Linked DNA regions of Mus musculus: regions 2, 3, 4, 5, 6 and 7 are each linked to region 1. Evidence: chromatin contacts called from public Hi-C and HiChIP or PLAC-seq data. All regions are on one chromosome and are shown on one strand. The core of a region is the stretch at or near the end of the contact, and the rest is flanking DNA. Distances in the headings are between cores, read along the strand shown. Region 1 overlaps Pde4d (phosphodiesterase 4D, cAMP specific). Region 2 has its middle 28 kb from the start of Gm32450. Region 3 has its middle 29 kb from the start of Gm27572. Region 4 has its middle 27 kb from the start of Depdc1b. Region 5 has its middle 50 kb from the start of Pde4d. Region 6 has its middle 13 kb from the start of Gm27572. Region 7 overlaps Elovl7 (ELOVL family member 7, elongation of long chain fatty acids (yeast)).

Region 1 (3,568 bases), core at 107-2,606:
GTGAGCAACGTTCAGCACTTGCCCTCTGGTATTTCTCCTGCTATTGCCTGGGAGAGCCACTTCAGCTGCTAATAAGAGGGTGCTTCCGGTGCCTCAGACTGTATGAGAGATCACTTATGGGGAATGGGGGGTGGGGGAGAAGAGGCAGCCAAAGGGAAACTCCTTGGGGCTGTTAAAACCATGCTTTCTAAAGTCACACGCGTGAAAAGAAATGGTACAACCAGAAAAACCTGTGACCAGGTGACATAAGGGACAGTCGAGCACCTATTGGAACAGGATTTAGCATCCCCCTATGCCTGGCCACAGGGATCGGGGAAAGCATTCTGCTTTCCAAGCCTAAAGTCTTGGAACTCACCCAGATCTAAGGGAGTGGACATCTAAACGTGAGAAATCCTTTTGCAAACGGCTCAGGAGCAGCGCCCCAGTCACTGCAGGGAGGTTTGGTTATTTCTGTTTGTACAAATGAGAACTGCGTGAGAAAAGCCCCGCGCCTTGATGGGGGATACTTAGGAAGGGGCCACACGGGAGAATCCAAACCGAAACCTCTGGGGCTGAGGTTCCCGCAGTTCTCATCCGGACCCATGGCTTCCCTGTTGCCAGGGAAGAGGCTGGCTCAGGCAGGCAGATCATCTATGGGAGAGAAGATGACGCTCACTGTGCCTGAGGTCAGGACAGCCGATTGCTTTTTGGATAGCCTGGACTTCTGCGGCAACATTTGTGCCACAGGAAACAGTGCCGTTTCCCTTGAGGCCAAGTTCCCCTTAGCTCTGTCGGTGACCTTCACTATCCATGGCTTACCATTCTCCAAATCCCTCCTAACTACCCCCCACTGCCTCTTTCTTGCCACCTTCTTTCCCAATTATGCGTTTGGGGAAAGAGGCCCTCTTACCAAGTGAATCCGTTGCCACAGACATTAACACAGCCTCAGGTATTTAAGGTCAATACGCACCAAAAATGTTCCCACGTTTCACTGACCAAGACCATGCATCAACCTTGACCAAAATGCAGGTTAAGTTGGGGAGGTTAGAGGGCAGAGTAACCAGGAGAATGGGGGAAAGTCCTCTGTGGATCTGATGTGGTGACACGGGGGCTGACCGATAAGGAAGACGACACCAACAGGATTCAAACTAATGGAATCCAATCAGTGGGCACTGACTCCAGGTGACGATTCTTGAGAGCTGAGTTAGAGCTGAGGCACTCCGACAGGCTTTCATTTGCTAGATAGTTGCCACTTTCGTGCTCGAACATAAAAACCAACCGTCATTTTACAGTTTGGCAATGTTTGACCTGCGTTAGTTTAGTAGTAACACCCAAAGGATAAATAAGCAACAAAGAGTGGGAACACTTCTGCTCTACACCCCATGTCATGGCTACTAGCAGCAGCACACGCCACTGAATGTCACTGATTGGGAACTCTGGAAAAGGCTGTAACGTCCCCACCTACCCACCACCCACCCACCCAACCCACTGAAAGCATTTTTATGTTAGCCCTTGAACGCCAAAAAGAAAAATAAATAATAAAATAAATTTAAAAGCGTCGCTTTAATGTTTCTAAGGCTTGAGCGACACCTAGTGGTAGTCTACAAGATTGCTAAAGCACTGTAATAGGGTTTGGCTAACTTTTTTCGTTGTTTTTCTTTTATTCTCTCATATATTCCACCCCAGCTGTAGTTCTTGCCCTCTCCCCTCCCCCAGCTTCCCACCCCCTCCACCTCCCTCCTCTCCCAGATCCTCCACACCCATTCCCCAGCCCAGCCCCGCTGTACACACACACACACACACACACACACACACACACACACACACAGAGAGAGGGTTGGATGATGCAACCCAGTAGGAAGAGGGTCCCACAAGCAGGCAAAAAAGTCAGAGACAGCCCATGTTCCCATTGTTAGGAATCCCACAAGAACACCAGGCTACTCAGCTATAACATATGCAGCTGACCGAGGTCAGACCTCTGCAGACTCCCTGATTCCTGTGAGTCCTGGTCAGGGCTATATTCTTGCGGTGTCCCTGACCCCTCTGGTTCCTCCAATCCTTCCTCCCACTCCTCCTCAGGACTACCTCATGTTTGGCTGTGGGATTCTGCATCTTCTCCCATCAGTTGCTGATGAAGTCTCTCTGATGACAATTTTAAAGCCTATGAGTAGAAACTACAGGGGGGAAATGACAGGTAAATTGGGCACAGATGGACTATTCTCAGCCTGGAGCTTGCAACTCAAGAGCATTCACGTATCATTCACATATCAAAATTTCTCTATATAAGACATTTACATCACTATTCATAGCACTAGCAAAATTACAGTGATCAAGTGGCAACAAAATAATTTTATGGCCGGGCAGTGATGGTGCATGCCTTTAATTCCAGCACTTGGGAGGCAGAGGCAGGTGGATCTCTGAGTTCGAGGCCAGCCTGGTCTACAGAGTGAGTTCCAGGACAGACAGGGCTACACAGAGAAACCCTGTCTCGAAAAAAAAAATATGGTCAGGGTTTACCACGACAAGAGGCAGTGTATTTAAAGTTTGGGGCATTAGGAAGGCTCAGAACCACTGCAATACACCATCTGTTTGCACAGCACTTGTATTAAGCATCGTGGATATATAGAGATGATTGAAAGAATATGGACAGATTGCAGAGATTCTATGCAAACACTGTGCCATGCTCATCTGAGGTCTATGAGGGACAGCTCTGGCTTGAGGGACATGTACTCCTTAGTTCTTTGAGTCAGCCTTTCGGGAGAGCTAAAAGCTGCCCCTGCCTTAACAGTGGAAAATGCTATATAGCACACAGCTACAGGTAACTGGTTAAACATGAGACTTGTGAACACTCTGTCCACTGTGCATGTCAGCATTTACCAAGCAAGTAGGAAATTAACAACCAACGATTACTAGATTGGCTTTTTAAGTTCTTCACTACAAAAAGCGATAACTTTGTATTTATTGCTTAGAAACACTACACTAAAGAGCTCCAACATACATGTCATATACTAGTTCCTTGATGGGATCAACACTAATTTTGAAAATGCCAGTGCTCTGTGGGAAAGTTCTAAAATAAGAATAACATTGACAAGTGTCTCCCTCATTCAACTATCTCTAAGCCCTTCCCTTGCCAGCAGTGGGTGACATCATCAGCCACAGCCAACTTTATAGCTTGGAGACACAAGTAAGTCTCCGCACTTGAGTTTTAAGCATTTAATTTCTGGCTGGAACAAAGAATGCACACATCCATTTTCTGAATTACAGGGTGTAGGCTAGACATGCTATTGTCTCCAGGATGCCCTCCCCCAATGGAAGCAAGAGGATTCTCCCAGCAAAGGAGAGGACGGGAGCTTTAAATAACTCCATGACTTAGTTTATAGTCATAAACAACACTTATCTAATGGTACGAAATTATTAAAAGAATGATCTGCAGTCTGTACCTATTGAGAGATTTTTCTGTCTAAGAGGAATGATGGGAAGGCATCTGTTTCCTGGACCTTGAACTTTCCAGACATGCATACATCCTCTGGCCTAGTCACCCTGAGATTCCAAGGGCAGGAATTGTGATCAGGCTTAGTAAATTGGTTTT
Region 2 (3,278 bases), core at 615-3,114, 750 kb before region 1:
AAGAGGGCAACAATGGAGAGACTTACACTGCTAGAAAGTTTCACCTGGCAACCTTGGGAAAGAGCAGGGATGGAGAGCAGGGTAGTGGAGAATCCAGCTCAGGGAGGCTGGGTTTGCAAACCAGGTTAGAAGATGGGCTGAATGTGTGGCTGATGTAAACCAGGTGGAAGTGATGGTCTATGGAGGTATGCAACTGGCAGCACATACTGGGCAGAACCCAGCGTTCCCACGGGAGTCAAACCAAGCGCTGTGCAGAAACAACAGGAGGTTGGAAAGGGGCCTTGTCTTTACTCTGTTCAAGAAAAGTATCTTTGGTGGCACTACCACTTTCCCTAGAGAAGAGCATCTGCTCACTAGAGTGGGCCATTTCATTAGGTACAGTGGCTGTCTGGTTTTGAGGGGACCCACACTGGGCTTGGCTTTGCTATCTGTCAGTCTTATGGCAGAAGGTACCCTTTCAGTAGTTTTCTTTTCTGTGCACGATTTAAGGGGAGGTTTACGTTTCTGCCTTACTGTATTTCTCATCCATGACACGGCGTGGTGATAATTTGCATTTTGGAAGGTAGAGAATCAGTTCAGTTGATTTCCTGCTTTCTGTTCCGGGGCTCTGAGTTGTCACTTCCCATTCAAATGGGATTCAGCGGAACACACAAAGCTGAAAATTCTAGTGGAGTTGATTTGCCATGGGGGGGAAAAAGCGAGTTCGTGGTTTAGGGGGATCTGCTCTAGAGAGTTTACTCTTCAGTTTGTTTGTTTGTTTGTTTAATACTAGGAGTGAAATGAGGGGAACTTTCACTTTTATCCTGTAAGTCCTATTCTATGAGCCTGATTTTCAAAATCTACTCCTCAGGTTAAGATATTGATCAGATTTTGAGATCTCAGGAGGTGCTTGCTCCCTTGGACATGGGGTAATGGGGGGCATCTTCTAGTGTTTATTCTCTAACCTATTCCTTCTTTTCCTCTTTTCTATCATTTACAATATCTCCAGGTTCTTGATTTCATTTCTTTCCCTCATTGAAAGGTGGATGTTCTAATTTCCCCTGTATAGCAAGTGACACTGATGCTTTAGTGACGTTTAGTGACTTAGCCTGGCTCACTCAGGTAATAACATCTGTGAGGATGAGACTCTAATGTGCCATCTTCAGACATCTTGTGCTTTCTTCTTTTCATATGACACAGATTTTCTGGTAAGATGCTGTCAGGAAGCAAGGAAATAGGGGTTGGGTTGGGAAGTGTGGGCAGATTCCCCTGCTATTGAATTTTGTACGCAGATGGATAAATCAAATTGTAGAAGCACCACCCTACCTCTTTTTGGTCATAGACTTGCATCTGATGCGTCTTGAGGGAACCATTAATTGCAATTATGGAGACAAACTAAAATGTTATGTGTGGGCTCAGCCATGTTTCATGCTGTTTTTGGATGGCACACATGTTTTGCTGGAGGACAAGATGCATTTTATGTTACCCTAGTCTTGGTAAAGCAAATGAAGGTGGGGAGCCAGTTATGAGTTGGTGTCAATACGAGTCTTTAGTCAGGAAAAGGGGATCAGATTTAGTGGCTACATAGAAGAAGTCAGTGGTGGAACTCTGATTATTAGAAATCCAAGGAGGGAGTATCTAGAAATCTCGGCTGCTGCCGTGTCTGACAAAAGTTTATGAAGTGATCTGATCTGACTGGACTCTGAAGAGAACTCTCTGATTCTAGAGCAGACCTCAGGACCAGACCTACAACCAAGTTCCTTCTGTGTCTGGACTGGAGGATAGCATGTGCTTTCCTACCATCTGTGAGCAGTCCCCAACCTAGCAGTAGATCTTCTTCCTGAATCAAGCCACTCCCTCCACAGCCCCAAAGCAGAAGCAGTGGGTGGGTGGTGAGCTGGTGGTTGGCTTGAGGTCACATCCCACAGGCTGCTAGTCAGTTGCATTGCTGTTAGATCCTGACCTTTCTCTTTCAGGACTTACAAAAGAAGAGTAGATGAATAGGGAATTAAATATTAGGAAAAGGAGGGTTTGGCAAACACAGGCACACACACCTGGCAGAAGCCTCTTCCTCTAGAGTGTGCATCATAAAGAGGATTTTGAGAGTTGGCATTTCCAAAGGCTGTAGCTCTAAAGAAGAGGATTCAACAAAGGAACTTAGATTCGGACTAGACTGTGGTCTAGATGTGGAGGTTAGGATTCCGTGTAACTGGCTAACGTAGGAGCAAGCACTGATGGAAATAGAGTGCTTGAGGCACCAATGAGGACTCGGAGGTTGAGGATTAAAAACTGAAGAGGAAAGAAAGGACATGTATTTGCGGTCATCAGAGGCAAAAAGACATCATGGTCCAGCATCCATTTAGGGTGTGCATCTCTGCACCCAGACCAAATAGCTATGCAATGTTTATCATATCTTACTATTTATTTGTTTAAGGAAGGTGGTGGAATATTTGTAAGCTGAATATTATTTTAAAAAACACGAGGGAGTTTTACCCCTTAGAAGACTCATGGGTATTACCCTTTAACAGCAAAGACTTATTTTAGGGAGTAGATGCTCTCTTTCAGTGATTGGCTTTGAATCTCTGGATTGTAAAGAATTTCCTCTCTGTAGGGGCCAACATTCTACCCTTTTACAGATTCTGGAATGTTTTCTGTTTTTGAGACAAGGTCCTACCCTATATGCCAGGGTGATCTTGAATTGACCAATCCTCCCGCCTCTGCCCGTAGATTACTGAGACCACAGGATGCACTACAACACTTAACTTTGACTTTTTATTTCCTGCTGAGTGTTTGGTTGCAAAATTCATAACTCAAGTTAGTAATTATTTCCCAGTTATTTTTTTTTATTTCAAATAGACTGAAATGTAAATATAATACTGAAATGTAAATATCTTGGGGATACTATTTTATATGTAGAATTTAAAGAAAAGCAGAACGCTAACCTGCCTCAAGGGTTCATGCTTTTTCAGGGCAAGTCCTGTGCAACAGCACTTTTGGAGGTGGCTAGCAAAGGAAAATCTTTCCAACAGTGGTGCTCAGCCACTAAGTTTGACTTTTGGAAAATGAACATTATTCTTTTTCTAAATGGGACACTGTGAGCTCAGTCATGTACACCATGAAAATAATTGGTGTGTTTTAGTTTGCCTTGTGCCAGATATCATGCTCGTTGAAAGATGATTGGCCTCAAACCAGCACATTTAAAGGTCAACTGGTTGTTCTTAAACTGCAAAACTTTTAACTCTTTCATTCTCAAGAGCTTTTTACCCAAATGGCCATGTCAGGAGAGACAGTGTACACTG
Region 3 (3,371 bases), core at 10-2,509, 690 kb before region 1:
CAACTTCTTCTTTCCTTTATCTTGCATACCTCTCAGGTGCTTCCCAGGAAAGCAGCAGCTACCAAGTTAAGGAAGAGGGTAACATAGCAGACAGCACACAGAAGGAAAACAGGCTTAAAGCGTCTGTCTCTCTCTCACGCCCAGCTCCCTGACACTCACAAAGCTTCTGTTTTTCCAGTTGTCTTGTTCTATGGTATGTCTAAAGACTTGGTAAAACACAAACGAAACAAAAGAGTGAAAACCCTCTCCTCCTAGTTACTTCACACTGCCTGTTATCGATGCTTGTTGAGGGCTTAGTCTGCCATGAAATAAAAATCTTGGTTTAATGGTGGGCCCACTAAATGATATGGATTCTCTAATTCTAACATTTTTTTCTTTTCCATTCTGGCTGTACGTGATCCTGAGCTCTAGTCTATGCTAAGCAGTTCCAGCATTTAGGGGCCTATATTTGAGCAGCCTTTGGGGAGGAAATCCGTGGTTTGACTCTTGTTTTCACGTATAATTGTTTCACGTTCTTCTATCCCAAATCCCATGTTTGCATTTATTACTGCCCACTGTATGTGTCCTAGAGAAACCTCAAATGAGCATGTTGCAAAGAATTCTCATTGTCTGCCTTTTCTCGGTTGCTAACACCCTGGAATGCGAGCCTGTTGAGTGGCTTTCATACCATTTCAATCATGAATAATACAGTTGTGTAAAAATAGACAAAGTGTAGGTCTCTTAGAAGCCTACAATTTGCTCGGCCTAACTGATGTTAAACAAATGCTTGAATATGTAAATTAATGTCTGGCAGCAGTACCTGGGGTGGAGAAAATGAAGCCGTGTATAGATGGACTAGTAGTGGAGTTGAATGGAGAACGGGTACTCAGGGAAGGCTTCTGAAGTGAGGAGCAAGCGGTGAGGAGCTGGACAAAGTGTTTTCAGCAGAGGAATTAGCAGGTGCAAAGGCTGCTGGGACTTGCAATGGGAAGAAAGGTAAGAAACGTGGCGAGCAGACAACCAGGGTCTAGCTCATGCAGCGCCTTTTTGAACAGTAACATCTTTGCGCTTAGACTCTGAGTTCAGTGGCAATCTGTAGGTCCTTTTAGATATGATCTGATGTCTGGCTGCCGTGTGAATAGGCTACTGTAGGGAGTCAAGCTTTGAATCCTGTGATAGTTGAGTTGGAGAAAGATGCTGAGGGGCCCTTGGGCGAGTTGGAGTGGAGTCAGCGTGAGAGGAGGGCAGATCCTTTAAGATGTGTTTCATTTAAATAATCTAAATTTAGAGAGCATGATCAGCTCTGCAAAGCTGAGCATATGGAGAGTGTTTCCCACAGCAGACCCAGCATACATCCGGTGACATCTGAGTTAATTTTAGGTAGTGTGTCACATGAATGGATGTCTGTCTACATTTTAACGGCTACTTAGGAATTTGCGGCTCATTAGGAAACTCACATGTAAATCTTGTGGTTACAGTTTTTATTTTTAGTAAGTATGAAGTATTAAGTCTACAGTAAAGGTAGTAAAAATTAGACACATTGGCTATCTGGAGTGGAGCTGCTACTGGGACTGTTGATAAGGCTCACTTTCTAGGGAGAGCAATGACTCAGGTGGTTTTATACCATGTGAGGACCATTAGAATAGACTTTATCAGTTATTTATTGAATCGTAGGCTCCACATTAGATGATGTCTTACTGAGTCTCAATATAACTCTGTGAGATGTGAGTGGGTAAAACCTTAGCATTTTGTCATTAAAGAGTCTGGCCTCAGAAGGAGAAGATGCATCTAGCCCTGCAGAGACTTGATGTGCCAAGATAGGGGGATATCGGGGGTGGGGGGCTCCATTCACTCAGAGGAGAAGGGGAAGGAGTATGTGGGAAGGAGAGGACCAGGAGGGGGGACAGTGATCAGGATGCAAGGTGAAATAAAATAAAAATAAAATAATAATAATAATAATAAAAGTGTCATCATCACCATCATCACCATTATCAATCATTAGGCAAGTGACTCACAGAGAAGAAGACCTTGTTCTAAACAAGTCTCCTCTGGGTTCTCAGACATGGCAAGCTTGCAAGAGGGATGTGTTGGTCTGATGATGACTCTTCTGGAAATAAGGTCTTAATCTGTTTTCCAGAGCAATGTATCTTCAGGACCTGAAGTAGTTCCTGCACGTGGGCAAACTTGTTAAAGAGATGAGAGAAACAGATCTCCTTCTCTGAGGGTGGGGGGTGGGGGGTGGGATGGGTTTTTTGTTTTTTCACAGAAGGATGCTTTAAGAGGCAATGACCTAGAATCTCATGGGAGAGGCCATATTTGGGGACTTCCAAGTGACTTACTTTCCTTCTTAATTATGTTTTGTGTGTGTTCAGGTCTTGGTTAAGGCTTAGCTTCTCTTCTGTCCGGATGTGCAACTCTCAAACCTCTGACTTGCATCCTAAATTCTAGTTGGAGAGGGATGACTTCACTACCAACCTTGGAGCCACTCTAAGGCAAGGGATCCCCAAGCACATGACTTGTTCCCCTTTGAGCTTCAGTCTCTGTCAGTGTCAGGAAGAGGCTGAAGAGGAACCTGAGCCCCCATGCACAGTGGAGGTTGAGGGACCAGGCACTCAGGGAAAGTAGCTATGTGAGTAGGGAGACCTAAGGGCACATGGAAGTGGTTTACATAAATTTAAATATTTTAATAGCTTAGATTATTTTTTTTTCCTAACATGTTAGGGGCTGGAGATAAAACTCAATGATTGAATTCAATTCACACCTAGCATGTGCAAAGCCCTGGGGTTGATCCCTGGTACACACACACACACACACACACACACACACACACACACACACACAGAGAGAGAGAGAGAGAGAGAGAGAGAGAGAGAGAGAGAGAGAGAGAAATAGGACAAAGAAGACAAGGGGGAAGAAAAGAGAGGAGGAGAAAGATGAATGAGTGAAAGAGGAGAGATAGAAAGAAAAGTAAAGGAAGTTCTAAGACTCTAGTCAAGTCCTTGCATGACCAGCCAGTAGGGATTCTTGATACACATGCTCTAGTATGTCGAACAGGGAACTGCAGGGGAGGGACTACAGGCAGATAGAATGAGACAAGCTCAAGTGAAGAAGAGGTTCCAGAAAAGCAGCAGGAGCATCCTAAAAGAGCATGCTTCTAGGGTAGGTGTGAGCCTGGATGCTTCTCCCTGGTCTTGCCTTGTTGAGACAGGAGCTGTGGAGAGCAGGGGCAGAGCTTCATTCAGCAGTTCTTAACCCATGGGTCATGACCCCTTTGACAAATCTCTATCTCCAAAATACATCTACATTATGATTCATAACTGCAGCAAAATTACAGTTATGAAGTAGTGACAGAAATATTTTTTACAGTTGGGGTTCACCACAACTTGAGGGAC
Region 4 (3,519 bases), core at 272-2,771, 920 kb before region 1:
GTATGCATGTATATGTATGTGTATATGATATGTCACAGGGTTTCATATAGCCCAGGCTGTCCTTGAAATCACTATGCAACCAAGGATGACACTTGATCCTCCTGCCTCCATCTCCTGAGCCCTGAGATTACAAACAGGCACCACTGCACCTATTTTATGGCTGCACGTTAGGCCAACATTCTGTCAACAGATCCATATCCCAAGTCTCTGACAAACTTTAAACTGCTCTTATGTAGACCCTGATCTCAAAAGGTTTTTAGAAGGCCTACATAAATAGTAAATAAAACCAAGGCAGGCTACATGTTGCCAAGTTAAAAGTTTGTTGCAAAAATATGAGACCTTTCCCTAAGCTGACATTTTGCTACAACAGTAGTGTTGAGTTGGGCTTGGTGGTGCATATTGGGGGTGGGGGTGGGGCTGATGCAAAAGTATCACAAGTTCCAAGACCGCATAGCAACATTGTGTCAAAAGAGAGGAAAGGGGAGGGAGAGGAAGGGAGAAAGAGAGAAGGAATCTGATCTGAGAAATGACCCTTCAGAGGGATCCTGGGGCTCCCTCCCTGCTGCTGTTTAGCTACTTCCTTCTTTCAGGAAGCAGCCCCGTATAACAGCAAGTGGTTATCATATACTGTTCTACAGCATGGCACTATGTAGGCAAGCACTCAGAAGAGGACGGGCACAGAAAGAGAGAGAGAGTGAGAGTGGTTACAGAGACACAGTTCAGATCAGAGACTGAAGGAACTACCATCCAGAGACTGCCCCACTTGGGGATCCATCCCATAAACAACCACCAAACCCAGACACTATGGCAGATGCCAACAAGAGCTAGCTGAAAGGACCCTGATAAAGCTGTCTCCTGAGGGGCTCTGCCAGTGCCTGACAAATACAGAAGTGGATGCTCACAATCATTCATTGGACAGAGCACAAGGTCTCCAGTGAAGGAGCCAGAGAAAGTACCTAAGGAGCTGAAGGACACTGAAGCCCCATAGGTGGAACATCAATAATGTTAGGACTGGGAATGGGAGTGGGTGGGTTGGGGAGCAGGGGGAGGGGGGAGGGGATAGGGGATTTTCTGAAGGGAAACTAGGAAAGTGAATAACATTTGAAATGTAAATAAAGAGAATATCTAATGAGAGAGAGAGAGAGAGAGAGAGAGAGAGAGAGAGAGAGAGAGAGAGAGAGAGAGAGAGTTTCCTTATCTGTATCAATCCTGGGGTCATACAAGACACACAAGACAGACTGTGAGTCTGTTCTCTGCCAACAAACTTTTTCAAGAGTCCACCACAGCAGCTTCCATTGCATCTCAGTAGTCAGGAGCCCCTCACGACTGGCCTTCCTTAGTTATCGGGGAACAGGGGAAATGTAATTGTTCTGGGTGGGTATGCCATCACCTCTAATGAATTGTTCTGGGTGGGTGTGCCATCACCTCTAATGAATTGTTCTGGCTGGGTGTGCCATCACCTCTAATGAATTGTTCTGGCTGGGTGTGCCATCACCTCTAATGAATTGTTCTGGGTGGGTGTGCCATCACCTCTAATGAGATTCGATTCTGTTAGTAAGAGAGGTAACACATAAGGTCTGTCTGTACAGGCAAATGATGCAACCTGGTCCATTGAGAAGCCACTGAGTTACATAATTGTAGCAAATTAACGTGTTGGCCAAACCTGATTTGGACACCCAGAGGCTAATTTTCTCTTTGCTCATCCATGCTGGATATTTCATATTTCAGGGCAGGAATCTGAATGTGTTTCATTATTGACTGCTACCCGAACAAACCTCCACCATGATTTTTTTTTCTCACATCTAACTCTGATTTATAATCGAGGAGAGGACTTAGGGGACTGGACTGTTGTGTCAATACGATGTGTGTAGCACACAGCTTTCTGGAGCACTGCCCAGGAAATCTGATACACACACACACACACACACACACACACACACACACACACACACATATATATAAATTTTCTATAAACATTAGAAAAGAAAATGGGAAACTTTTGATTGAAAATAGAGAAAACCTAAAAACGTAGAATAATGATTAACAGTGGCTGCTTTTACTTTCATTTTGTCCCTTTCATTTGTCACTGAGAGTGACAGGACTTGTAATCATGAATCTAAAATAGCATACTTGCCCACAGTGTTGAGAGAGGCTCACAAACGATTGGCCACCACTTAACATCACCTAATGTGATGTTACCAGCGTCAACTATGACATATGTATGGCATATTCTCATTAGAAACAAACTACATCCTTTTCTTTCCTTTTTTTGAAGAAACACCTATTTTATATTTTTGTTATGACACATTATTATAAAATATACACGGAGATATAGCCTCATTTTATACTTGAAATAATATTTCCTGTGTTTTTGCAAATCTATGTGTTTTATTTACTTGCTTACATATTTCTTTTTAAAGTTTTTGTATCATTTAGAATAATTTTATTTTATTTTAATTTTTTTATTTTTTATTTTTTTGAGACAGGGTTTCTCTGTATAGCCCTGGCTGTCCTGGAACTCACTTAGTAGACCAGGCTGGCCTCGAACTCAGAAATCCACCTGCCTCTGCCTCCAGAGTGCTGGGATTAAAGGCATGCGCCACCACGCCTGGCTTAGAACAATTTTAAATCTAAATAAATTTTGACTATATTTACTCACACCAAGTTCATCCGGATCCTCTCTTCTTCCCTACCTACCCAACTTTAAATTCTTTCTTAAAAAATAATCCACAAAATCAATACAACAAAACGCCCAACACCTAGAAAACAAAATACAACATCACTTCCCCGCTCTGAAAAAAAAATCTCATCAAATTATAACCAAATAAAAGCATATATTGAAAACCTTAGGTTCCATTATTTGTTGGTCTGCTTTTTCTGAACATGAGATCTGCCCCGGAGTGGTTGATATAACCAGTGTCACTCCATTGTAGAAAACTGACTTCCCCTTTCTCAACCCACATAAATGTCAGTTTGATTGTTAACCCTTACCCTCAAGTGGCTAGGTTTGCACCCATTCAGTCATTTTTTTTTTAATTTAACAAAATAAAACATAATGAGATAATACAAAACCCATCACATCCAAGTTGGATAAGACAAACCAACAGAAGGAAAAGAGCCCAAGAGCAGGAACGAGAATCAGAGACCTGCTTGTTCATACACTGGGCAATCCCATAAAAACATTAAACTGGAAGCCATACAGAAGCACTCAGTGCAGATCCCCGCCCCGCCCCGCCCTGCCCTGCCCTGCCCTGCCCCGCCCACCACACCCCACCCCCCGCTCCGTGGACGCTGACCATGCTGCCTCAGTCTCTCTGAGTTCATAGGAGCTTTGCTCAAGTTGATTTAGAAGGCCTTGTTTTCTTGGTGTCCTCCATGCCCTCTGGCTCTCACACTCTTTCTGCCTCTTCTTCCAGTGGGTTCCCTCGCTCTGAGCGGGAGGGATTTGATAGCGACATCCCATTTAAGGATTGAGTCTCTAGCTCTCTGCATGATGTCTGGAGAAACAGCCTACATCCT
Region 5 (3,231 bases), core at 311-2,810, 610 kb before region 1:
TTTGGGAACAGTTTCTGTGTTCAGGAGAAGGTGGCTGGGAAAACGGGGAGTTTTTTGAACAGTGCCAATTCAGATGAGGAAAGAGTTAAGCCTCACATTTAATCACATGGTCTTATAGATTCCTGAGGCGGGGCCTGGAGTGGGACACTGTGAGGGAGCTATGGATCGACATCAGCAAGGATCAATGTTGTGTGATCACCACCAACTGTATGTCATTATCAGGTGCAGAGGCTTTCTCTGAAGTGATCTTGCTGAGAGGATGATGTAGACTCCCTCTTCTGTCTTAGGATAAAGTGGGAGGATGAATTCTTTCTAGGACTCTGTCTTTTCCTAGCTGGGCTGGTTCTTCTTTGAAGTTTTACCCATTGAGTCACCTTAAGAAAGAAATTCTTGAAATATGGCTTTTTATCACTATCTCCCATTCCTTGGCATTTTTATTATGAAAATGCCATATTTTCAAGAACTTACGTCATATCTAATTTAAAGCCTAGTATTAAATTAACCTACCGAAGCACATACTGCTCATTAGAGCAGGAAACTCTCTCCATGTACAGTCCTTTCCAGGAACTACTCTTCAAAGGTTGTGGCTCTCATATGCTCTCTTTTCTAGGCACCCTGCTACTTATTGCAGGTGTTGTCTATTTACCTTTTCTCTGCTTAAAGCTTTGCTTTGTCTAATAAAGGCCCATGTATGTAATAGCAGCTTCACAGAGTGCCAGTGCTTACAAAAACTGTCTTTTTTCTAAATTAACGAAGAGGACTATATCCCAAGTGGTCCTCCTTGGATGTTTCTTTGATACACAATAAAGTAAAGAAATTTATACATTTAAACCCCCCTCCACTTTCTGTCCACTAATACCACATAGGTTTTGTTCTTAGTCCATGAGATAATGTGTTTTATAGTGGAATGTTAGCAGAATAAATTTTTGTTGATAAATGTGCTTAGAGTTTGATAAGAAGTTCCACTCCTATACAGCAGAAAATGAATATAAAAAATTTGGAGCCGATGGTCTCATCCACTGCGGTTTTTTCCCATCCACATTCTTCTGTATGGAGTGAGACTCTGGGTAGTGACCGTTGCAGGATTCAGTCATGAAAAGATGTTGAGACTCTGACCATCCTTGAGATTTTCCAGATGTACAGTTGGGTAAGATGTAGATGCTGTTGTGGACTTAATGGTCATTATGAGATGACATGATGCCCTCACCATGGCTCTTATTTAATACAAATGATTTAATTTACATCATATGGTCATTAGGCAGACACTTGAAACTGCCTTTGGCTGGCTAAACAGAAAAGGAATTTGTTAAGAGATTCCAGCCATCTACTGGGATCACAGGGGATGAGAGTGGGAACAAAGAGATGCCAGAGCCACATGTAGTCACATCAGAGAGCCATCCTGGTGAGCTATTGTCAAAGTCATGCTGTGTACCAGATATGAGGCTTGCGTGGCCACAGCTGCTGTTAGCTGCAGACATTGCTGCCTGGCACACAGACCTGGTACCTGGCTGCTGCAACCACAGTCATCAGAATGAAAGTCCCTGCTCCCTGAGTCATTGACTCATGATGTGAATCATAAGGGTGGTGATCTGTCCATGACCAAGTTGTGATCTGTGCCATGACTAGTAGAAGTGGGAGAAATGAAGGTCTGGCTATTCAAACAGCTTTAAAGGAAGTTGTTTTGTGTCCAATTTGAGCTTTGTATGGTGGGCAATTCACCAAGTACAAGAAAGGATTCAGAAGCTGACCCCATAATTTAAGCTGTACATAGCCAAGCAATTTCATCTAAAGGCATTCTTTCAAGCCTTCCATTTTCATACTTGCTGGCATCTTGTTTTCTTTAAAATGGCTTATTGTTTGTTGGTTTGTTTTCAGGAAGGAGAAGAAAATATAACATTAAAATTGTTAACATTATGTTCTTGAAGTTTCTGTAATCAATACCTGGAGATAAATGCTATGCTGACCCCTTCACTCCCAGGACCACCTCTTGACCTAGCTGATCATAACACTAGTAATCTGGAAATGTGTAGAACTTGCCTTCCAAGAGCATAGCTCTAAAAGGCAGCAGAAAAGATATGGAAAATAATTTAAATGAGGCTTAAAACTGGTATAAACTTAGCAGTTTCTCCCCTCATTTGTATTAATAATCAGATCTTGGAATTTCCAGGCACTAAAAACTTCAGCATGAGGATCTATGGCACTGTAACAGAGTTCAAGGGTGATTATCAAGAGGAAGTGGAGTGGAATGCTTGTAAACAATGTGTTGAGGATTACTCAAAGGGGGCTGGTGGTTCCCTGTTGTGGGAGCCAGACAGAACTAGGCATAAACCTTAAATTAACTCCAATCAATGGCTAGAGGCAACATTTTCCATTGTTTCTTATCCTCACTTGAAAAAGGTCAATGATAATTCTTTTTTGTTGTTGGGGTTTTTTGTTTGTTTGTTTGTTTGTTTTTTTAATTTTTAATTTTTATGGTTTTAGACTTTATTTTAGAAAGGCAGGGGGAAGGAGAGAAGGTAGGAAGAGGGAGAGAGGCTGGCCATGGCCACATGGAGAGAGGGGGGAGGGGAAAGAGAGAGAAGGAGGGCTAGAGATGAGAGTAAGAAAAGTGAGAGTTTAAAGAGCCAATGATGGTTCTTAATGCAGAGGGCTGGTGTAGGGAATTCATGCAAATTGCCTGGTAAATGTTCAGTAGATGGTAGTTCTTATTCTAATCCCCAGCACAGAGAAAAGAAGGTGCTTCTGGGAAAGCGATTGAGACCCTTGGGGCCATTTTCAAGCCCAATAAAGCACTTGAATGTGGTGAGGGTAGAGAGAATCTTACACAGTGGCATAGGTAGTGTGAACTAAGGGGCTTTCAAGGTATAATTTCTCTCTCCCCTCCATGGTTAACTCTGGAATAACACTACTTGAGAACTGGACAATAATTAGTTTTCTGAACTTAGCCCCTTCTGCTTTTGATGTCTAAGTACTAACCATGCTGGCTGTGCCCAGAATATCAGCATTCATCTGTCTAGAAAGAGGCACCCATTTACCAGGATAGAAGGCTTCTGCTTTGTCCAAGTACTAGAAGGTTCTAAAAAGTGTGACAGTCACTGTCAAAATGATCACTCTGACTCTGACCTTCCCCGGCTTGATTTAGCCAATGTGTTGAGTGGTCAGTGGCTAGAAGAAGCTATCAGAGCAGCCATGAGCAAATCCTTAATAAAGGTGAAATTGATCTAGCACTTG
Region 6 (3,507 bases), core at 772-3,271, 730 kb before region 1:
GATTTCAGAACATCACAAGATGCTTGCTGTGGAGACTGACATTACATTGTACTTATCGAAGGCCCTAACCTGAGGTTTTAGGTCTAAAATGATTATCAGTGCATCTGGTAACTTACAAGCAAGTTCTAGTTGAACACATGAACTCATAGTACTTGGCACTTCATGCGTAAGATTGATACAAGATCCAGCCAACCTAAATCCCAGCATAGATGGCTAAGAGGCTAGAGTCCCGCCCTTATTTAAAGAACTATTGGTACATGATGGCTGATTAGAGAGACAATTGTCTTCAGGGAGCACACCCTGATAGGCTGCCCATGCCTAGATGGTCCATAATCATGTTCATATAGGCATCATTCAATGACTATATATAAAGAACACATAAGGTAAGAGGGGGAAAGAGAAGGGAAGCTAGGAGAGGAATTATAAATGGGCAGATTTGGTAAAAACTCACTATATATATGTATGACTATTTAAAAAGTTCTAAAGGGAATGTTGAATGTTACAGAATTTTTATTTTCTGTAGAACTGGAAAGATGCACAGGAAATGTTCTTCTGCTCATCCCATGTCATAGGCCATCAAAAGTCTTAAAGTGTTTACATCACTGCTTTGGGGTAATGGGCTGCTGGTACGAAATGGCAGTTGAACTGTGACCTCCTCTAACATCTGGTTGTGTTACCAATCAACTGCAGATCCTCTGTTTGCTCCAAGTGGGAGTTATGAGTAGAGGAAGGCTGCTTCTCTGGTATTACTGCTCTGGTGTAGGCCTCTGGGGTGCTTAATTCTTAGCTCTATTGCAAGAAACACTGTAGCTCTGAAGGAGGTCTAGGAAGCTGGGTTTCCCAGACACTGACAGCAGATCTTACTACAGCTTCTCAGCCTACAGTATCTCCTGTTTTCTTTTTCTTTCTTTCTTTCCTTCTTTCCTTCTTTCTTTCTTTCTTTCTTTCTTTCTTTCTTTCTTTCTTTCTTTCTTTCTTTCTTCCTTCCTTCCTTCCTTCCTTCCTTCCTTCCTTCCTTCCTTCCTTCCTTCCTTCCTTCCTTCTTTCTTTCTTTCTTTCTTTCTTTCTTTCTTTCTTTCTTTCTTTCTTTCTTTCGTTATTTCAGCCTGGGCATTCTCTGAAACTCTTCAGTTGCCTCCATTCGCTGCTGCCCCTGTCGTCACCACCACCATCCTTATGGTGACTGCGATTGTTTTTGAGGTTGCTTCCTCTGCTACCAACTGTTGTTTCTGCCTCTCTGTTACCCTTGCCTTCATACCTGTTGCTGCTGTAGTTGCCACTACATCATTCCTATCACCATCTCTGCCTTCTCCATGGCTAAGGTTGCATCCTCCTTCATGTTACATCTAACTCTGCTGCTGCTGAGAACCAAATGAGGCTATAGAGATGATCTGAGAGGAGTCCTTCTATTAGCGCCCGGGTTATAGTTTCAAGGGGAGGATGGTGTTTACCACAGAATGTCTCCCAAGATGCTCACGGTGAACCTGTGTTTATAGCTAGAAAATGGGTGTTTACATCACTCGTAGAAGACCTCCATTCGCATGAAGGACTGTGCTTATATACCAGTCATGGGTCATTCTCTTTGCATGACTCATAGATGTCTTTTGCTAGACCACAAGGGGGAAGTGCTCCAGTTGCAAGATCATCTAGGTTTCACTGAGACTTGTAAAGGTGTCAAATCCAGGACAATCTGGTTGAGAACATTGTTATTTGAACAGTGTGCACTTTAGGAAGCAGAGTTGTACTTCAGTAGCGAGCAGCTATGGCTGCTGTGTAGCTTTCACGAGGCATCTGTGGAGGAGTCTTTAATGCGATTGGTGCTGCCTTGCTGGCAGGTCAGTGATCGTGGTCACTCAATGAAGCTGTCAGTTAGGATGGCAAATTGCCCTTGCCCCAGAATCTTAGCTTATTTTAAAGAAAAAAAACCCACCAAAGATATTTAAATATAGACATCATTTACAGTGACCTTTTAACATTGTCTATTTCCTGCCTGACACCCCGGGGAAATGGGTCTCCTTTATCTCAGAGGGTTGAACTGCTCTTCAGCATTTGTTTTGTTTAGAGATGGTACTTACCTCAAGTTGAAGGGTAGATGCGCCACCTACTAAGACACACCAGTATAAGTAAAACTTTGAAAGCAGGCTACCAAAGGTCTGAGTGATAGAGTGTGAGGTAAATCCTCATGAAGTCCTCAGAAGGCTTTGGCTGTCCCCAAGAGAGAAGAGAGATTCTTCCTAATTAAATAATGTTCCTGTTGAAAACAATGTTGTAGAAGCAGAGTTTTAATCTGGCAGTCTCTTGCTGCCGAAAGCATGATCAGCTTTTCCTCCCCCAAGATCCAGGAATTAACCCTTGATCTGCGATAACCATGCTTTTTCCACTGCACATTTCCAAGTATTGCAGGGAACTCTTCCCATGTGAGAGTGGAGACACAATTCCAGCGAAGGCAGGAATAGTGGCCTCAGTGACTGGGAAAATCATTTAATCTCTTCCACCCTCAGTAACCGCAGCTATAGGAAGGGACAATTACATCTATCATGTCTTAGAATGGTGATCATTTCCATCGCTACCTGACCCATGGCAGCTACTTGCTGATCCTGTGGCATTTATTATCATAAGTTTTTCGTCCGTTCTGCATGACTGGAATAGTATTGTCACCCATGTTCTATAGCTGTGAAAGCTGTGGCTCAGGCTACTTCAGTAACTGCTCTATAAAACTTTGAAAGTAATTAAAAAAAATCACACATGAGAACATTTTGAAAACCTCAAAGCTTTCTGCAGGTGTATGTTGATATTGATGGATGTGAAATAGGTAGTGTGTATTCATTGAGTTTCTTACAATAAATGCTTAACACTGAGATAGATTTTAATTAATCTGTGAAATGAGAGATTTCCCCTAATGTATATTATATAAGCTGTATTGTAAGCAAAATTTAAATATACCCAAATGAAAGTCTCTGCCATGCTTAGGATCAGGCGTGCATTTCTGTTTCACTGTTTTTAGAGGAAAGGAGTAATGAAACAAACTTACTAAAGTTTTAAGAAATAAAAAACCAATTGCATATAACTCAGCCTTCATGTAACAGTCCTCAAAATATGGGTGTTGTTATAAAAACTTCAGAGAAGACCAGAGAAAGCTTCTACAGGCCAGCAGACATCTGCTGAAGGTTCATTCACCATCTATGCTACTGACTAGCAGTGTAACCTCTCCTCTACATCTAGCTCTTGGCTGTTTATTTTTTTTAGTCTATAATGACCAACAGGATTGTTAAAAACTTATTTGAAAGGCTTACCCTGGATTCAGACGCATAAAACTTCCTGTGTGAGGATAGCTGGGAATCCACAGAATGTCCCTAAAATAAGCACCAAGGTTTGGAAAAACAATTTTCTCTTTTGGGAAGCACCATCCTGTTTTCATAGAGAGGCAACAGCACACAATATCTGTTTCTTACCAAGGAAGAAGGTACCGGAGTCAGGTTATCAGGGAGCCAGGAGCTAACCTCCATG
Region 7 (3,440 bases), core at 501-3,000, 940 kb before region 1:
CATCCATCACATTGGGTGCTAGGATTTCAAAGCTCTTGCATCCATCACATTGGGTGCTAGAATTTCAACACATGGGTTTTATTTGTTTCCTTTTATTGTTTTTGAGACTGGCTGATGCTCGGCTGTAGTTGACTTGAATTTCTGGTTCACCCATCCCCATTTCCCAAGTGCTGGGATCTTTGTGTGCAGTACCACATTGGGCTTAACAGGGAGGGTGCAGTCTTCAGTCTGTGACACAACTCCTCCTGAGTGGCTTCTCCAGAGGCTCCCCTTCCAGTTCTGCTGACTAATACCTCTTACCCTTTGAGACATAAAGGGGACGACTGCCCCATTGTTTTTAGCTCAGGGGAGCCTCACTGCTCTTAGGGGTTTCTCCTGTCACCCCTCTTAAAGATGCTGGTGATTTTTGCAATGGTGTGCTGTCAGCACCGAGATAAATAAAGGTTGCTTCCTGGGCTAAGTGGTTGTGTACTTACCTGTTATCTTTCTCTTAGATCCGAGAGTTGAAGACTATCTCCTCATGTCCTCGCCTCTGCCACAAACCATCATCCTGGGCCTCTATGTCTATTTTGTTACGTCTCTGGGACCAAAGCTCATGGAGAACCGGAAGCCCTTTGAACTCAAGAAAGCGATGATAACGTACAATTTTTTCATAGTACTGTTTTCTGTGTATATGTGTTATGAGGCAAGTGTCTTCAGTATTCCTAAATGGGAAAAGTTTGCCTTAGTCTTCTGTTATATGTTTGTATGTTCTTGTTATGACCGTCGAGTACCCCTGTCCTGAGAATCGAGGAATTAAGAAACTAAGCAGGTGTTTACTACAACAAAAACACCAAAATTGTTATGTCTAGATGAAATAAACCTGAGGCCCTCTGGACAGTTTCCATCATGGAGAGTGAGGGAAAAGAAAACAACATTTAGTTCAGAGATTTGCACATGAGAAACGCTGGTTTTGAGGCAACTCACACACAGAGAAAAGAATTAATGAACACAGAGTGACAGCTGGTAAGCAGAGACCTGATCCTGGAATGCACGCAGCTCCAGGGCTGGGAGCTCACTTGGCTGTTTAGTTTTTACAGGCTTTGAGGCCAAAAAGGGCACAACTTATTCCAAGTCATAAGTGGTAAAGCCCTGACCCTTGTTATAAGATAAACAGGAACCTTCCAGAACGCAGCAGATATTGTCCATTGACTTTCTGCCCCTCTGCTCATCACATGTCTCCGCTGCCTCACATACCTGAGTCTCTAGGGTTCTTTGTTGTGCTTGCTCATACTGGGGGTTTGTGAGGAGTCCTGGTGGCCTTGCTGGCCTCTGTGACACCCACCTCCTTCCTGCTACAGATTGCATAACTCTAGCTTCCCTCTGCTGCTGGTCACTTCTTTGTTTCTAGCGCTAACCCACAGATAACTGCTCTTTGTCCTTTCTAGACCATGGACAGGTTCCTCGCGCGTTTGCAGAGAGAGAGGATATGCATGTGAGAGAGGTGAAGACATGCTTCGAAGCAGGAACCTAGGCTCCTTCATCTTACCTGTAACTCTATATCCTAGGCCTCAGTTCTCTTATGCTGTAATGACAGGATGGAGCCAGTTTTCCCTGGATCCTGTTGTATTCTAGTTTTCTCAATTCTGTCTCTGACAGTTGTCATTGTTTGTGATGACCCCAAATTATATTTCTCAGGCTTGAAAAGAATCCAGTAGTAACCAGTTAGTTTTGGTTCCTGCTTTGTGAATTACAACATAGAAGAGGGTTTTTTTTTTTTTTTTTAAACTGAATCAGAGAGTTCCTGTCTTCACTAATACCTGAGTTATGGTTTCAGGATATACTGCCTGCTGAACATGAACCACAAACGTTTTCTTTACGAGCTTAAAGATAATAACTGTCATAACCTCCATAGATTATTGGTATGTTCTTAAACTCTATATTAGGATGATGCTAAGTCCACTCTGTTCAAACGGAGACTAAATAACTAGGGCATTATAGACACAGGCACAGTTTATGATGTGGAGCAAAATTTTGTCAGGGTTTCAGAGTAATATATATAAATATATATGTTTGGCCAAATAGAGGAGCAAGGAATCATGTCATCGTGAAGGATTCATCTGTCTTCTTGTGATTGAGTTTGCTAGCAACGTGGCACAAGTCAGACCCTAATGAAGATGGAGTGGGTGAGACCCACACAGGACCAACACACACAATTTCTCTCTTTTAGCCTTTTTTGTGTCAGGGTAAGGTGGCCAATCAGTCATCGACGTTAAGTAAATAGTTCCTGCTGTTAGAGCGATGGTTCTCAGCCCTCCTAATGCTGCGACCCTTTAATACAGTTCTTCCTGTAGTGGTGACTCCAACCATAACATTGTTTCCTTGCTACTTCCTAACTGTAGTTTTGCTGCTGCTGTGAATCTTAATGTAACATATCCGATATGCAGGATATCTGATCTTTGACCACCACGAAAGGGCCGTTCAACCCCCAAAGGGGTTGTGACCCACAGGTTAAGAACCCCTTGGCTAGAGTGTCATTTCTATCAGTTGAACTGAGTCTGAGCAGAGCAGAAAATGGCATCGTTCACTGACTTGAGAATTTTGAGAAACAGAATTCACTGTTTCTGTCAAATTCCTTTCGTTGCTTTGAAAAGATCTGATGACTTGATTTTTAAGGTGTTTCTTAAAGCAGGAAATGCATGTCCTATACTGTCCCGAGTCCCAGTGTTCCAGAGGTGATGTTATATTACAGAGTAGAGTTGAGAACAGGGATGGGGTGCATTTTAAAAACAACCTCTTGTTCTTTCCCACTTCTTCCTTCTCTATGCATATTAAAATACCATTTTGGCTGATCTCTGATGCCGGGAGACCTGTTCTCAAATCCCTTAGGAGGCTGAGACAATAGAGTCCTGAGTTTGAGGCTAGCCTGGGTTACATAGCAAAACCAAGTCTCAAAAAAATCAACATACAAAAGCCTCAATAAAGCTGTTAACTGTGTATTTTTATATTGGAAAGTTATCTCTTTAGCTAACTAGTGATGAAACTATAAATATAATGTTTGCTTCAGAAGCCAAAAGTTACATAAACCTCATAGTGAGTGAGATGTTCCAAGCCAGCTGTTGACCAGTTGCTGAGGAATAAATGACACTTGGCAAAGAAGAGACTGTTATTGTCCCTACCCCGGATCAGCCCAATCATGTGTATCAATTAAAATCAAGTACTTGGCTTTCATTTGTAGCTACTGTTTTAAAAGATCTTCCCACCATCAAACTAAAAGAATGTCACTAGGGTCTTTGAATTAGTGTTCAGACTTACCAACAATAGGCTTTTATTTTTAACACCCGTAGAAGGTCACTTGGTGGGTGTGTTGGAATGACAGTCTGCCAGATTATACTTCAGTTAGTAACAAAAGCATTGTCTTCCCTTAGTTGTCTTGTGAATTCAAAATACAGCTGGTATCA

The links. Hi-C and Micro-C count contacts between places; a contact is called where the count stands out from the background. HiChIP or PLAC-seq counts read pairs in DNA pulled down with a chosen protein or histone mark.
Region 2: a contact with region 1 is called in a Hi-C map of bone marrow-derived macrophages, with 13 read pairs. The contact joins two enhancer-like sites. A contact is called at or near these places in 6 of 39 promoter capture datasets (the C10 cell line, cranial neural crest, frontonasal cranial neural crest and 3 more), 1 of 484 Hi-C or Micro-C datasets (bone marrow-derived macrophages), 1 of 115 datasets of contacts at active chromatin or transcription factors (bone marrow-derived macrophages) and 1 of 9 other capture datasets (embryonic stem cells).
Region 3: a contact with region 1 is called in a Hi-C map of bone marrow-derived macrophages, with 13 read pairs. The contact joins two enhancer-like sites. A contact is called at or near these places in 5 of 484 Hi-C or Micro-C datasets (bone marrow-derived macrophages, cortical neurons, embryonic fibroblasts and 2 more), 2 of 115 datasets of contacts at active chromatin or transcription factors (embryonic fibroblasts and large pre-B cells) and 1 of 9 other capture datasets (embryonic stem cells).
Region 4: a contact with region 1 is called in an H3K4me3 HiChIP or PLAC-seq map of bone marrow-derived macrophages, with 11 times the contacts expected there. The contact joins two enhancer-like sites. A contact is called at or near these places in 1 of 484 Hi-C or Micro-C datasets (bone marrow-derived macrophages) and 5 of 115 datasets of contacts at active chromatin or transcription factors (bone marrow-derived macrophages, differentiating embryonic stem cells, embryonic fibroblasts and 2 more).
Region 5: an H3K4me3 HiChIP or PLAC-seq map of bone marrow-derived macrophages shows a contact between it and region 1, with 3 times the contacts expected there. The contact joins two enhancer-like sites. A contact is called at or near these places in 3 of 484 Hi-C or Micro-C datasets (the G1E-ER4 cell line, Th1 cells and bone marrow-derived macrophages) and 2 of 115 datasets of contacts at active chromatin or transcription factors (bone marrow-derived macrophages and embryonic fibroblasts).
Region 6: a contact with region 1 is called in a Hi-C map of bone marrow-derived macrophages, with 13 read pairs. The contact joins two enhancer-like sites. A contact is called at or near these places in 9 of 484 Hi-C or Micro-C datasets (ECoMG myeloid progenitors, the G1E-ER4 cell line, bone marrow-derived macrophages and 5 more) and 4 of 115 datasets of contacts at active chromatin or transcription factors (bone marrow-derived dendritic cells, bone marrow-derived macrophages and embryonic fibroblasts).
Region 7: a contact with region 1 is called in a Hi-C map of bone marrow-derived macrophages, with 12 read pairs. The contact joins two enhancer-like sites. A contact is called at or near these places in 1 of 15 datasets of contacts at CTCF or cohesin (large pre-B cells), 1 of 484 Hi-C or Micro-C datasets (bone marrow-derived macrophages) and 1 of 115 datasets of contacts at active chromatin or transcription factors (bone marrow-derived macrophages).

What each region holds. Positions count from the first base shown.
Region 1 is chr13:109,211,610-109,215,177 of GRCm38.p6, forward strand. All of the region lies in intron 3 of Pde4d (phosphodiesterase 4D, cAMP specific), which reads left to right. Among named protein-coding and RNA genes, the nearest start is that of Mir582, 110 kb to the right of the region's middle. Within about 2 kb of position 1,357, at least 27 of the 459 cell types and tissues checked have an H3K27ac peak or open chromatin away from gene starts, as enhancers often do. A contact at or near this core is called in bone marrow-derived macrophages, where this site is marked.
Region 2 is chr13:108,464,112-108,467,389 of GRCm38.p6, forward strand. No RefSeq gene overlaps it. Among named protein-coding and RNA genes, the nearest start is that of Gm32450, 28 kb to the left of the region's middle. Within about 2 kb of position 1,865, at least 29 of the 459 cell types and tissues checked have an H3K27ac peak or open chromatin away from gene starts, as enhancers often do. A contact at or near this core is called in bone marrow-derived macrophages, where this site is marked.
Region 3 is chr13:108,526,007-108,529,377 of GRCm38.p6, forward strand. No RefSeq gene overlaps it. Among named protein-coding and RNA genes, the nearest start is that of Gm27572, 29 kb to the left of the region's middle. Within about 2 kb of position 1,260, at least 39 of the 459 cell types and tissues checked have an H3K27ac peak or open chromatin away from gene starts, as enhancers often do. A contact at or near this core is called in bone marrow-derived macrophages, where this site is marked.
Region 4 is chr13:108,287,565-108,291,083 of GRCm38.p6, forward strand. No RefSeq gene overlaps it. Among named protein-coding and RNA genes, the nearest start is that of Depdc1b, 27 kb to the right of the region's middle. Within about 2 kb of position 1,522, at least 19 of the 459 cell types and tissues checked have an H3K27ac peak or open chromatin away from gene starts, as enhancers often do. A contact at or near this core is called in bone marrow-derived macrophages, where this site is marked.
Region 5 is chr13:108,602,196-108,605,426 of GRCm38.p6, forward strand. No RefSeq gene overlaps it. Among named protein-coding and RNA genes, the nearest start is that of Pde4d, 50 kb to the right of the region's middle. Within about 2 kb of position 1,561, at least 43 of the 459 cell types and tissues checked have an H3K27ac peak or open chromatin away from gene starts, as enhancers often do. A contact at or near this core is called in bone marrow-derived macrophages, where this site is marked.
Region 6 is chr13:108,483,615-108,487,121 of GRCm38.p6, forward strand. No RefSeq gene overlaps it. Among named protein-coding and RNA genes, the nearest start is that of Gm27572, 13 kb to the right of the region's middle. Within about 2 kb of position 2,022, at least 9 of the 459 cell types and tissues checked have an H3K27ac peak or open chromatin away from gene starts, as enhancers often do. A contact at or near this core is called in bone marrow-derived macrophages, where this site is marked.
Region 7 is chr13:108,266,696-108,270,135 of GRCm38.p6, forward strand. It overlaps Elovl7 (ELOVL family member 7, elongation of long chain fatty acids (yeast)), which reads left to right. Exons shown (of 8, transcript NM_029001.5): 3 at 495-685. Among named protein-coding and RNA genes, the nearest start is that of Depdc1b, 48 kb to the right of the region's middle. Within about 2 kb of position 1,751, at least 28 of the 459 cell types and tissues checked have an H3K27ac peak or open chromatin away from gene starts, as enhancers often do. A contact at or near this core is called in bone marrow-derived macrophages, where this site is marked.